Linked DNA regions of Ovis aries: region 2 is linked to region 1. Evidence: chromatin contacts called from public Hi-C data. All regions are on one chromosome and are shown on one strand. The core of a region is the stretch at or near the end of the contact, and the rest is flanking DNA. Distances in the headings are between cores, read along the strand shown.

Region 1 (6,322 bases), core at 2,656-5,155:
CTTTTGTGTTCTTCTGTGTTACTCTTTGCTTACAGCAAAGATCCCCCCTTCCCTGTATGACTTTGGACTCACAGACACCACTTGTTTGTTGATAACATGGCCAGACACAGACCCTCCAAATTCTCATTCTTTTTCCCCATAAACATTGATTAAACACAACAAAATGCTTATTAGTCGAACTTTAGCCAAGCTTCTCTCTTTCCTACAGGTTCCTGAACTCTGCTTGCCCTCAAGACTGAGGAAGCTCAGAAAAAATGTGGAACATGCCCTTTTCTCAGCATCTCCTGAGAACTGGCTGACCACAGTGGACACTCTCCTGTCAGATCCCATTGGTCATTTCCCTGATTGTGCAGGTTCTCTTCCACAGAGTCTGCTTATCTCGGCTTGCCTCCTCCTTATCCTATCTATAAAAGAAAAGCCTTCTTCTGTTTGGTTTTGAGATGCTTGCAGATTTCTGAGATGGGGATTCTTCCCCTATTTGCAATAGCCTTTTCTTTCTAGTCTCTCCCTATCCAAGGCTGGATTTGTTTCTATTTGATGCAGCAACAATGAAGCTTGATCTTAATCTCATACCACACATCAGAGTCAATTTCAACTAGATTACAGGTATAAATAGAACATTTCAAAACACAAGTGAAATAAATGTTAAGACTATCTTTTTAGGAGTACTTGGAATGGAGAAGGGGTCTGTGCAAGGCAGGAAACACAGAAGCCAGAAAAGAAAGCTTTTTTTTAAAAAAATGTTTATTTTTGGCTGCCCTGGGTCTTTGTTGCTGTGCTTTCTGTAGTTGTGTTGAGTGGAGACCACTCCTATTGCAGTGTGTGGGCTTCTCATTGCAGTGGCTTCTCTTCTTGTGAAGCATGGGCTCTGGGTGCATGGGCTCAGTAGTTGTGGTGCATGAGCTTAGTTGCTCCATAGCATGTGGAATCTTCCTGAACCAGGGATCAAACCCATGTCTCCTGCAGGCAGATTCTTAACCACTGGACCACCAGGGAAGTCCAAGAAAGCTTATTTTTGATGAAAGAATACATTTGTCTAATTATAGATAAAAGGACACCTACAAAATGCAAAGGACAAAATGAGTTGGGGGAAAATATTGCAATGTAACAAATATCTCTAGTTTACAAAGAGCTCTTACAAATTGATAAGAAAAAGACAAATCACTGCAAAGAAAACTTAACAAAGGCTAGGAAGATTTGCAAAGAGAAAAAGCTAAATTGTCAACAAACAGAAAAAGAGCCTCAGTTTCACAAGTGGTCAGGGTAGTGCAAGTTAAAGCAGTTAAATTACCCCTCAGATTGGCAAAAATTAGAGCATCAACATTCAGTGCTAAAGATTTGCGTTGGTGGACTCATACTGTGCTGGTGGGAGTAGGAAATGCTAAAATATTTTGGGGAAGTGATTTGGCTGTATCTATTCAACAACACAATACCCTTGGATTTAATAGTAAAACTTCAAAATACAGGAAGCAAAAATTGACTGGTGCAATGAAAATCTGACTTACCAGTACAGTGGGAGATCTCTCTCACTAACTCAGAGAGCAAGCAGAAGAAAATCATCAGGAAGAACATACACATTTTAAATAGCTCAAGGGCTTCCCTGGTGGTGCTAGTGGTAAAGAATCTGTCTGCCGATGCAGGAGACACAGGAGACGCTGGTTCAATCCCTGTGTCAAGAAGATCCCCTGGAGAAGGAAATGGCTACTCCAGTATCCATTTGGCAATTCCAGTATCCTTGCCTGGAGAATTCCATTGACAGAGGAGCCTGGCAGGCTGCACAGTCCATGAGGTCGTATAGAGTTGGACACAACTGAGCAACTAACACCATGTCGACTAAAAAAGTACAGTCACAATCTGAAAGTAGAGGGTTATTTTGTTTGGTGGGAATGTTTAGGACTCTGAGACAGGGAGACAGCATCTCAGTAGCTCCGAGAAAACTGCTCCAAGGAGGCAAGAAAGGAAGTCAGGCTATATGCAAGTTTGCAACAAAGGGAGCAGATAGTCTGAACACCACATATCAGGTATCAAGTTAAGGAATTTAGCCTTCTATGTATGGGAAGATGCAAGCTTCTGGGCTCACCGAGTTCATTCCTTTCACGTGCACCTCAGCTATTTGGGGCCAATCTGTTTCCTTGTTCACCTTGCCTCTTGTATTTCTCCAGCTCCTCAGCAATCACTATGGGGGGTGGCAACGCCCACTGGATGGCAGTTTTGGGAGCGATCATTCACATTTGGAGGCCAGAAGTAGCTGATGGCTCTGACATTGTAGAAGGCAGTGGCAACCCACTCCAGTACTCTTGCCTGGAAAATCCCATGGATGGAGGAGCCTGGTAGGCTGCAGTCGATGGGGTCCCTAAGAGTCGGACACGGCTGAGTGACTTCACTTTCACTTTTCACTTTCATGCATTGGAAAAGGAAATGGCAACCCACTCCAGTGTTCTTGCCTGGAGAATCCCGAGGATGTCAGAGCCTGGTGGGATGCCATCTATGGGGTCGCACAGAGTAGGACACGACTGAAGCAACTTAGCAGCAGCAGCAGCAGTGACATTGTCGTAGCCTCGCATTCCTGGAAGCAAACTCACTCAGAAGGACAATGCAGATAGTGGAGTGCAATTTATTACAAAAGCGGACCCAAGGCTGAGTCTCCTCTTAGCCAAAGACCCCGACTAGTTTTTGTGAAAACCTTATACACCCTAAGTGTACATGTTCAAACCCACCTCCTCAAATTCTCTGAAACTAGTCTGAACAAATGAAAAGAAAGATACAAAGTTAACCAATGATTCGTATGCCTTAAGCATAGGTAGTTAACAGTGGATGATTATCAATAGGCCTGTGGTCATACCCCAACAAGCATAATAGAATTTATGATTCTATTTGGTTACACAAATAATTAGGGTATTCTTTTAGCTGACAGAGAGTCTAGGTAGGAGCCCTGGGGCTCTTCCACCCCCGGGGTCTGGTTTTCTATTTGTATGTCATTTCCATAGATACTGGGCATATAACTCAGAGTCCACAGTCCGGCCCAAGATGGAGCCTGTTCTCTTTCCTCCTTCAACATTTCTTTTATTAATATGGCAGGAGATTTTTCATTTCACAACTAACACACACACTAACAAGCTCAAACCAATAAACACATATGCTAAACCCAACAGCTGGAAAATACAGTCTTTTCCATCAAGTAATGAAACATTGCCGAAAACTGGGTCCCATACTTGAGGCTCAAGGCAAGTTTGAGTCTTGGAGAAGTTTTGCAAGTTTGACACTGGATTTCTAAATAATCCTTGGGTCAAAAGGGGGAAACAGTTACAAATTAGCACTTGAAACTGAATACTAATGAAAATGTATCAAATCAAAACTTGGAACTTGGGGCTTTCCTGATGGTCTAGTGGTTAATAATCTACCTGCCAATGCAGCGGAAACCGGCTCCAAGATCCTACATTCTGAGGAGCAACCAAGCCCCTGTGCCACTATTGAGCCAAAGCTCCGTGACTACTGAAGCCTGGTGCCTAGAGCCCGGGCTCCCAGAGAAGCCACCTCAATAAGCCGACTCGCCACAACTAGAGAAAACCCGCAGCAGCAAGGAAGAAAACCAGCGCAGTCCAATATTAAATAAATCTTAAAAAACAAAGAAAAAAACCTTGAAACCTTGGCTATTCAGAAGAGAGCTTTAGCCTTCATGCTTATATAAGGAAATAGGGAAGCCTGAGTACTCGAGTTTTTTCTTGTTTTAATGGATGAAATGTCCCATTACTGATGTCACAAGCCCCCCCCCCGCCCCCCCCCACACACACCACTGCTGCGTGCACAGATACTTGGTTTCTGGCATTCAACCACCTCAGCTCCCCGCGCCCACAGTGGTTAAACTCTCGCTGCGGGCGACTTCCGCTTCCTGGCCTAAATTTGACACGTATTATTCCCCCCGTGGCAAATACCCAGGGTCGGTGACAGCCAGAGCTGGGCGATGCCCCCAGCCGACGGGTGGACAGAGGCGCCGTCAGGTGGGCACCCAGCGGCGCCCGGGGCTCTGCCGCCGCGAGCCGCCTGCACGGATCAGGGGCCTTTCCGCACCTGGGGAAGTGGAGCGGGGGTGGGGGCCGGGGAGGGGGCGCCAGTGTCAGGCCAGTGGCTTGGAGGTGTCTTTCTAGCTAGGATAGGGGAGGGGGCAGGGGGAGTTACTACGTGTGAAGATGCCTCGGCCCCTGGGGATACGGCCGGAGGGCGGGGCCCCGGGACCCAGAGAAGGGAAGACACCAGGCCTATGCTTGGGGTAACGGCGGAGGATGCGGCGCAGGAGGGAAGAGTCTGGGAGCCGCAGCCCGACCTTCTGGGCCGGATCGGCTCCCAGGAAACCCCGCCGAGGCAGGTCTGACGAGGGACCGCTGGTGCCGCAGCCGCAGAGATGCCCACCCTCCCAAGATGGCGACTCCCGGAGAGACACTCCCAAGAGGACAGCCATGTTAGTGGTCTGACAAAGTCACTAAAGAAAATTGGAAAGCCCGCCTCTCCTCTGACACACACAGACACGCGCACGCACTGACACCTCGTGAGTGCACCGGGTGTAATTGGGGTGGACGGCGGCTTCGGCGTCGACACTGAGCATGTGCAGTGTGAAATCCAGAAACGTCAGCGTCCCACAGAGGCAGTTTCAACACTTTGGGCTCTGGGGCTGAGTTTAATTGAGATGGCGATTTAGCAGCAGTAAAGCATTGACATAATTATGGGGGGCGTTAGGACATGGCTTTCTTGCTCAGTGATGGTACTCTGTGGGGTGAGTAATGGGGCTTCTCTGGAGTCTGTGAGGTGGTGCATAGAGCGACACAGGGGTTTGTGGGTGAATGATGGAGGCAGTAGGGAAAGTAATAAGCAGTCTGTGTGCTGAATTTTGGGGAATCTGTGCGGTCAGTGATACAGAATCTATAGGGTGAGCAGGGGGCATTGATGAGGTGAGCGATGAGCCTCCTTGGAGGCCACTGATGGGGTAAGTGACTGGGTCTGTGGGATAAGCAGTGGAAGTCTATGGAGTGAGTGATCAGGGGTAAGTAGAGTAAGGAATGGGGACTGTAGTGTGAGTGATCCGATGTCAGAGATGTGATTCGAGCTCTGTGAGGTTAGTGCTTGGAGGTCCTGTGTCGCGAATCATGGGCCTTCTGTCAGGCGTCATGGGGATTACTGAGGTTATGTGATGGAGCTGTCTGTGAGGTAAATGATGAGGTTCAGTGATGTGAGTGATGAGGATCTTTTGGAGAGTAATGGGTGGTCTGTAGAGTGAATGGTAGAGAGCCTGTGAGGTGAGGATTGCAGAATGAGCGAGTGAGAGAGTTTTTGAGGTGAGTGATGAGGGCCGTGGGATGAGTGTTGCAGCGTCTATAAGGTATATGGTTGGGTTTATTGGGTGGATGGTCAAGGTTTCTGTGGTGTGAGTGATGGGACTCTGTGGGATGAATGATACATTTATTTGGGACTGTGGATAGTGATAGAGGGGCCTATTAACCCCATGCTGTGATCAGTGGTTTTAGAATTGAGATGTGATTGTTTCCAAAACCTACTTTTGACCTTCTTGGTCCTCCTGTATCTTTGTTTCCTGTGTCATTAGTTTCTGCCCTTGATTTCATTATCTCTTTTCTTTAGATTTTTTCTTTTATTCCTATTTTTTAATTCCTAAATTGAATCCTTATCTCAATTAATATTCCATAATTTTTAGTATAGGCATTAAGTCCATGAATTTTTCTCTAAGAACACTTTAGTTTCATGTCACAAGTTTTTATATGTAACACTTCCACCATAGTTTATTAATAATGTTTTCTAATTTCTGTTGTGGTTTTCTCTCTGATCCCTTAGTTATTTAGGTATGAGATTTTGATTTCCCCCGAAGTTGAAATTTTTGTTATTGATTTCTAAATTATAGCCAGAGACTGTCATCTGAGTGATCATTAGGTGCAGGAATGGATGTTCCTTAAAGTGGATGGTATGTATTGAAATTTCAGTTAAATTATTTTCCAAAACTTTTGTAAAAGTACATCTCCCACTAGCAGCATATAAAAGGGCTCACTCCAAAATCATCTCCCGCACTGATTGTTGCTGCTTTTTTAATTTCTGCTCTGAGGGCCAAACAAAACAGTATGTAGTTTACTTTGATGTGCATCTTCCTGACAACTGGTGGCCGAACATCTCCTATTTATTGACCACTGAAATGTATTTAAACATTTTTTATATCCTCTGCTCTTTTTTTCCTTTATGTAGTTTGTCTTTCTCACTAATTTATGGATATTAACCTTCTGTCATTTATTGTAATTTTCCCCTTTATCTCTCTTTATATCTTGAT
Region 2 (6,322 bases), core at 2,195-4,694, 210 kb after region 1:
GGGAATTGTTGGAGGCCTAATATTTATGTCACTCTTTCACTAGATCCAGTGGCCAAGGCATAATTATCCTGTGTAACAGCTTTAGGAGAAGTCTGCACAGCACTAACCTTTAATGAAGACCCTAGAACTAAATCGACTGAAATTTTCACACTTTTGGTTGGCAATTGCTGCTATAGCTGTTACACAGGATAAATATGCCTTGGCCACTGGCTAGTCTCTTAAGTTCTGGTGAGAAATTGTTTTCCCTTCACACATCACAATCGATTCTGCAACACTGCACCCAGGCACCCACCTTTCTTGATCTGAACAAAGACAGGCTCATGCTTATTTACCTCTTGTTAGGAAACTATCTACACCCTGCAAACAGCCAGAGGCTCCTTCAGCTACCCCAGATTTAACTTCAGATGGTTCACTTTCGAAAATTTGCCAAGGAGGCTATACTATCATTGATTTGAATTTTCTCTTAAAATTTAAGCTTCTCCCAGAAATTAATCAGTTTAGATAGCCAAATAAATTAAATGTCCTCACCCAGATCTGCCAGTTGACAAAAGCTAGAAAGTGCAAATATTAACATATACATTAAGGTATATGACTTGGGGTAGGTCCGAGACTTTGAAATGCTTTATGAACACAAAAGTCCTCATCACTCCAGTGACCCCTTATAAAACAGACAGCAAATTAAACTGGCTTCAGTGCTTAACCAACATTGATGGGATAACTTTTTATTGACACATCATAATTTTATTATTCATATAACATAAAATTAACCATTTAAAAGTCAACGATTTAGTGGCATTTAGTACATTCAGTGTTGTGCAACCACAAACTCTATCTACTTCCAAAACATTTTCAACACACCAAGAGGAAACCTGGTATGGTGGGATACTTTTAAAAGCTATTGTCACAAGGCTGTAAAGGTAAGTAAGATGGGGCAGGAACCAAAGCCTGCAAGCCCTTCTGAACACCTCCAAATGGGCTATATATATAGCAATATTTCTGTTGTTGTTGTTTACTCTCAAGATGGACTCAGGCTTTACCTTGCTGGAGAGCTATAAAGTAAAACTGCTTGGTTTCATATTTCCGATTTGGGGAATCTCAACTTGTCTTTCCAGGAACAGGAATATGTATTTCGCTAGTACTGTGATTAAAGAACTCTAAAAGGAGCAAACCTCACTCCTATCCTAAAGACTTTCAGGTGAGAGCTTGCTTGCGCCGATGGAGGAACGCCAAGAGTCCAATATAGCCGGATGGAGAAAATGAGGGGGGAGGGTAATCTGAAGAGAGATGGGAGAAACGATCACAGCCAGACACCAGCCTGGAAACGGTAAAGCCCTGCAAGTCACTGTAAGAATTTTAGCATTTACACTGCATGAAGCAGTAAGACTGTTGAAACGTTCTGAGGAAAGGATGAACATAAAGAATCACTGTGTATAGAAACAGGAAAATAGTACTAGCACAGTGGAGAAACCCAGCAAATACCTTCACCAAGTGATCAAGTGACGTCATGTAGATACTGAGTACCCACATGATATGATGCAAAGGGTACTCGATACGCAGCCAGTCTGATTTCACACATAGCCTCCCATAAAATGAAAGCTTAGACCACAAATACTATTCAGGGATGCATACAATGGTGGGAAACTGATAACGAAATCAAAAATTCAGGGTAATAATTTCCTGTGGCAGGGAGGGGAATTTTCATTAGGGAGCGGCACAGAATTTCTTAAGGTAACGGTTTGAATCTTAACCTAGGTGGTTAATTCACAAATTTTGTATTATTCTTTAAATTATTAACTTAGAAATAGACTCAGAAAAGTCGTAAAAATAATACAAAGAATTTCTGCGTGCCCTTCATTCAAGATTCTCCAAATTTAAATTTTTACTCACTTACTCCGTCATTATTTTTTTAAATACGTCTTTATATATGCTATTCTTTCAACCACTTCAGAATAAGCTTGCTTACACAATGGTTCTTTAACCTTAAATACTTCGGTTCTTTAACCCTAAATGAATGTCCTAAAAACAAAGATATTATCTTTCACAATCACAATACAATGATCAAAACCAAGAAATTAGCAGTACTAACATCTAGTCTACAGACTTTGGTAAACATTTTATCAATTTCCCCATTCATATCTTTTACAGTAAAAGAGAGAAAGTTCACTTTATGAGGTGAAAAAAAAGATTTTTAAATAATTTATTTTTTCTGCTCCGGGATCCAACCTAGGATCACACATTGCATTTAGTTATGCATTCGTTAAATCCCGTTAATTTCTTCAATTTGGGACAGTTCTTCCCGACCTTGAAATTTTTGAAAAGTACAGATCGTCTATTTTTATAAAATGTCCATCAACCTGGCCTACGTAAACGTTTCATATAATCTTTGCAGGTCTTACGTATTTCACAACTTAAAAACCGAGATGCAGCTCGGCGAGAAATAAAATGACCCCAGAAACAGTACATTTCGAGCAGAGGTTAGCAAAGAAAGCAACTAAACAAGTCGATTTATCAAGATACGCATTGATATTTTTAAAATAGCTGTTTTTTCTTGATTACAAAACAAAGCACTACTAAAACAGAAAACAAACGCAACATCGAAGGCCCCTCCCGTACCAATCACCTGCACTTTCTCCCGTCCTGGGAAAATGAGCTTGGTCAGAGGCAAAAACCTCGCCGTTTCACAAGCTTTGCTCACTCGCAGGCGCCATTTTCTGCTTCACGGGCACCACCTCCCCTCTGCAGTCTCTCCACCGCCTCAGGACACGCCCCTCGGCCTCGTCACAAGCCTCGTTCCCAGGCTCCAGCTCTCTCCACCACGCAGGGTCTGACTCCCTCCCTCTTCCTCCACCCGCTCCGCCCCCGGCTCCCAATCCGCTCCTCAGCCAGATGTCACCGGCATTGACTTCGTTCTCAGACGCTGTGCAGTAGTCACAGTCCGCCCCCAGATGCTTCGTAACGCCCCGCAGACTACGCTCCCCAGCTCTGTTGTTGAGATCCCCTCCTTCCCAAGTTCCAAGGTCCACCTCGCTGGCCCGGCCCTGCCGCCGCAGCCTTCCCTTCTCATGACCCGCCCCCTGCCTCTCCACGCCAAATCGCGCCGCGCTATCAGGCTGCACCGCACAGGCCCCACCTCTTTCTCAGACTAGGCTTTCCCCGCCCCTCTCGTTCCCAGTCCCATAGGCCATTCCTCCTCCCCAGGGCGGCTCTCACAAGGACCTCCGCCGCCTCGTTCCCCACAGTCTCCTCAAGCCGAGGCTCCGCTTTCAGCTCTGCCTTACCAGCTTTCGCCGACCTGCAGCGGACGCCCTCGCCCATTCTCAATCTGGCGCCACTGGCTCTCCAGGCCTGGCACCGCTTCCCGCTGTGGCTCTCGGTCGTCGACCGCAGTCGCAGCCGTATCCGCGGGATTCGCTGCGACCGCCGCCATAGCTGTTTGCCCTCCTCTAGCGGCCACCGCAGCTGGGACTAGGAAGGGCCCCTCAAGTGCCACTTCCGGATTTTGGTCCCGGAAACGGAAGCAGAGCCCCCCATACAGCCAGGGGGCTACTGCGGTCTTGAAAAGGGACCCCCGCGCTCGGACTCGTCGAAGGGCTGGGTGGGCATAGGCCCGTGGGCGGTGATTTCCGCCACCGGTGGGCGGGGTAAATCCTCCAGTTGGGAACTAAGGACCAGGGTGTCTTGTGGGATTCTAACGCCATGTTGAGTCAGGACAAACGACTGTGTGGAAAGTAGAGGTAGTGGTCCCCAAGGAGGACATATTGGCGCGTGCTCAGGGGAAGCTTCCAGGACCTTTCGGTCCCATTCTCTGCTGAGGACCGCGCGCCTGTATCCTGGGAGCGGCCTTTTTGCAAGCCTGACCAGGATGCCCTTCCTTCATTGCACTACCCTTCTCCATCAGAAACTAATGCAAAAGAGGGCATCACTTCCAGGGCGCTACCCAGGCCTGCGGGCCTCTTCCTTGCGTGAACTAGATTTGTCCTCTTGACAAATGTGTTGAAGGCAAGTCAGCCCCAGGCCAGGTATATTTTTATTGGAGTTACAGCACTGATAATAATAGTTGGCCCTGTTTAGGTGTTTTATTGCACATAAATAGTAGTCTTAGGCAGCAGGTTGCCTATGGGAAACAATGGGGATGTTGAGGACCAGAAACGTTAATTCACTTTGCCCCACTAGTAAGTCGTGGAGTTGTGGTTGGAACTCAGGAATTCCAGTTCCAGACGTGCCACCTTTAAATTCCAGGCCAGAGATTTTCAAACTAGGGTCCTTTTTGGCTTTCTACCCGTTCAGGAGACCCTTTCAGGTTCACGAAGTCAAAACTATTCACAACAAGACTTTTTCATGGTCATTTTCTATTGCATGTGCCATGGAATTTTCCAGAGACTGCATGACATAAGCAAAAGCTCTTTGGATATCCTTAAGAATATGAAGGAATTCTGAGACCAAAAGTTTGAGAACCAGTCTACTGCACCAGGGTTTTTTTCAGCTTAGGCACTATTGACATTTCTGTTGTAGGATGTTTAGCTGCATTGGTGCCACTACCTGCTAGATTCCAGTAGCATCCCCCAATTGCAAAACTTCCTCTGCGGGTTGGGGAGATTATCTCCTGCCGAGAACCGCTGCTCTAGGCTATGTCTACATTTTCTCTGCTGGGGCTCCCCGCCCTCTATGTTGGTGATAACTAAAATTTCCCTCTTTGGCTCCCTATTGGCCTGCCTATTGGCTGTCCCCACCTAACCATCACACAAACTCCCTAAGACAGGATCATGATTCTGGGTCTGTTTCAGTGTATTTCCCTCACAATCACTACCCATTCCCACACGCAAACACACACCTTGCCTTTTCACACCTTTAGGCCCATGCACACACAGGTGTCCAAAATACCCTTTCTTTGCACAATTTCAAACCCCACTGCCACCAATACACATGATCTCACAATTTACCTCTATTTTCAGTTAACTTTGGTAGGGCAGGGGTTGTGAATTACTGATGCCAGCCTCCAGCTCAGACCTGGCACAGATGAGGGGGTCACAACTCAGTTGTGTAATCTTTGAGGAAAGGGAACAGCCATTTCACCTCAGGATCTGTAAAGTGGCATTCGAGTTGGATCTGGCACATGGTAGATACATGCCCTTCAGGCCTACCTGAAGCTTGTCAGGTTCTCTGAACTGACTCTCGTTGCCCATCTGCAGATACCTTCTCCCAATTTAATTTGAAGCCTGTCCGTCCTACAATCCAACAAGAGGCCTCCCTCCCTAGGTTTGATTTCTCCACTTTCCAGACACCAATCTCTGCCCACACTGATGACCCTACCAGTTCTGAGAGCAGTTGGGTGAATTCTAGTCCTAAGTCCCGCCTGGCAATCTTGTCCCCTTTTGCAAGGTCTTCATTTTCCCCACCTCCCTTGCTATCAGAAGTGGCCATGTCAACTGATTCTAGCCAAAGGATGGCACAAAAAGTCTGCTGAGGAGCTTAACAGTTTTAGCCGTTGTAAGGAAACAGGGAGGGTGGTTTTCCTTGCTTGATTTCCCATCTTTGGGGACTTAACAGTCATTGTGGAACCATAAGGCTGTAGACTATCACCAGAGTGCTTACAGGGACACAGTAGAGGTCCACTGGCACCGCTGGACTTCAGCAACCAGCCACTTAGGCTTGCATTTTCTATAGCATCTGGCAGGCCCTGTCCACCCCACATCTTCTGCCTGGAAATCTATCCTAGACTTTGCTCAAGATGGTGGACAGGAGCTAGAACTCCCAGGACAGAGGAAATCAAAGCCTCAACTTGAGTCCCAGGCTATCTATAGACTTCTGGCCTCACAAACCTTTGCATTCTTTCCACAGTCATCTCGTACATGTCCATGGTTTCCATTACTTCCTAGATACCAATAACCTAAACTTCCATCAATGGCCCTAGTCCTAAATTTGACCCATGTATTAAAAAGATTCCCCTATCTTTTCCATGGTTTAAAATCTACCCTATCATATTCCCAACTGGCCTGCCTCATGGTCCCAGCTAGACATGTCTGTCATACTGGGTTTCTCTGTCTTATCTCCCCCAAATCCTGGTTTTATTGGGCCTTTCAAGTGTCTTTCAAAGAAACAGCCTCTCCATACCTAACAGTCTATCCTCTATCTGGTTTCATATTCTGGGGTAAATCTAATTCCTCTCTGCTCAATCCTTAGCCCATCCTCTATACAGCCTGCTCTACCTGCTATTATGTTCCACCATGGTATGTGCAACCCCTCAGATGCTTTTTCATAGTCCTGACACATCCCTGGCCCATTCGCAGTGCTCTTCTAGACAATAGGCACCCAGTGTGAATTC

What was found. A called contact is a pair of places that touch in the nucleus more often than the background predicts.
Region 2: a Hi-C map of hypothalamus shows a contact between it and region 1, with 4 times the contacts expected there. The contact joins the promoter of USP11 here to the promoter of ZNF41 in region 1. A contact is called at or near these places in 2 of 16 Hi-C or Micro-C datasets (hypothalamus and skin fibroblasts).

The regions. Positions count from the first base shown.
Region 1 is chrX:57,375,425-57,381,746 of ARS-UI_Ramb_v3.0, forward strand. It overlaps ZNF41 (zinc finger protein 41), which reads left to right and starts at 3,906. Exons shown (of 6, transcript XM_004023243.6): 1 at 3,906-3,998. The region is part of intron 1 of ZNF81 (zinc finger protein 81); the gene reads right to left.
Region 2 is chrX:57,583,287-57,589,608 of ARS-UI_Ramb_v3.0, forward strand. It overlaps USP11 (ubiquitin specific peptidase 11), which reads right to left and starts at 3,445. Exons shown (of 20, transcript XM_060407289.1): 1 at 3,279-3,445. The coding sequence starts at 3,427.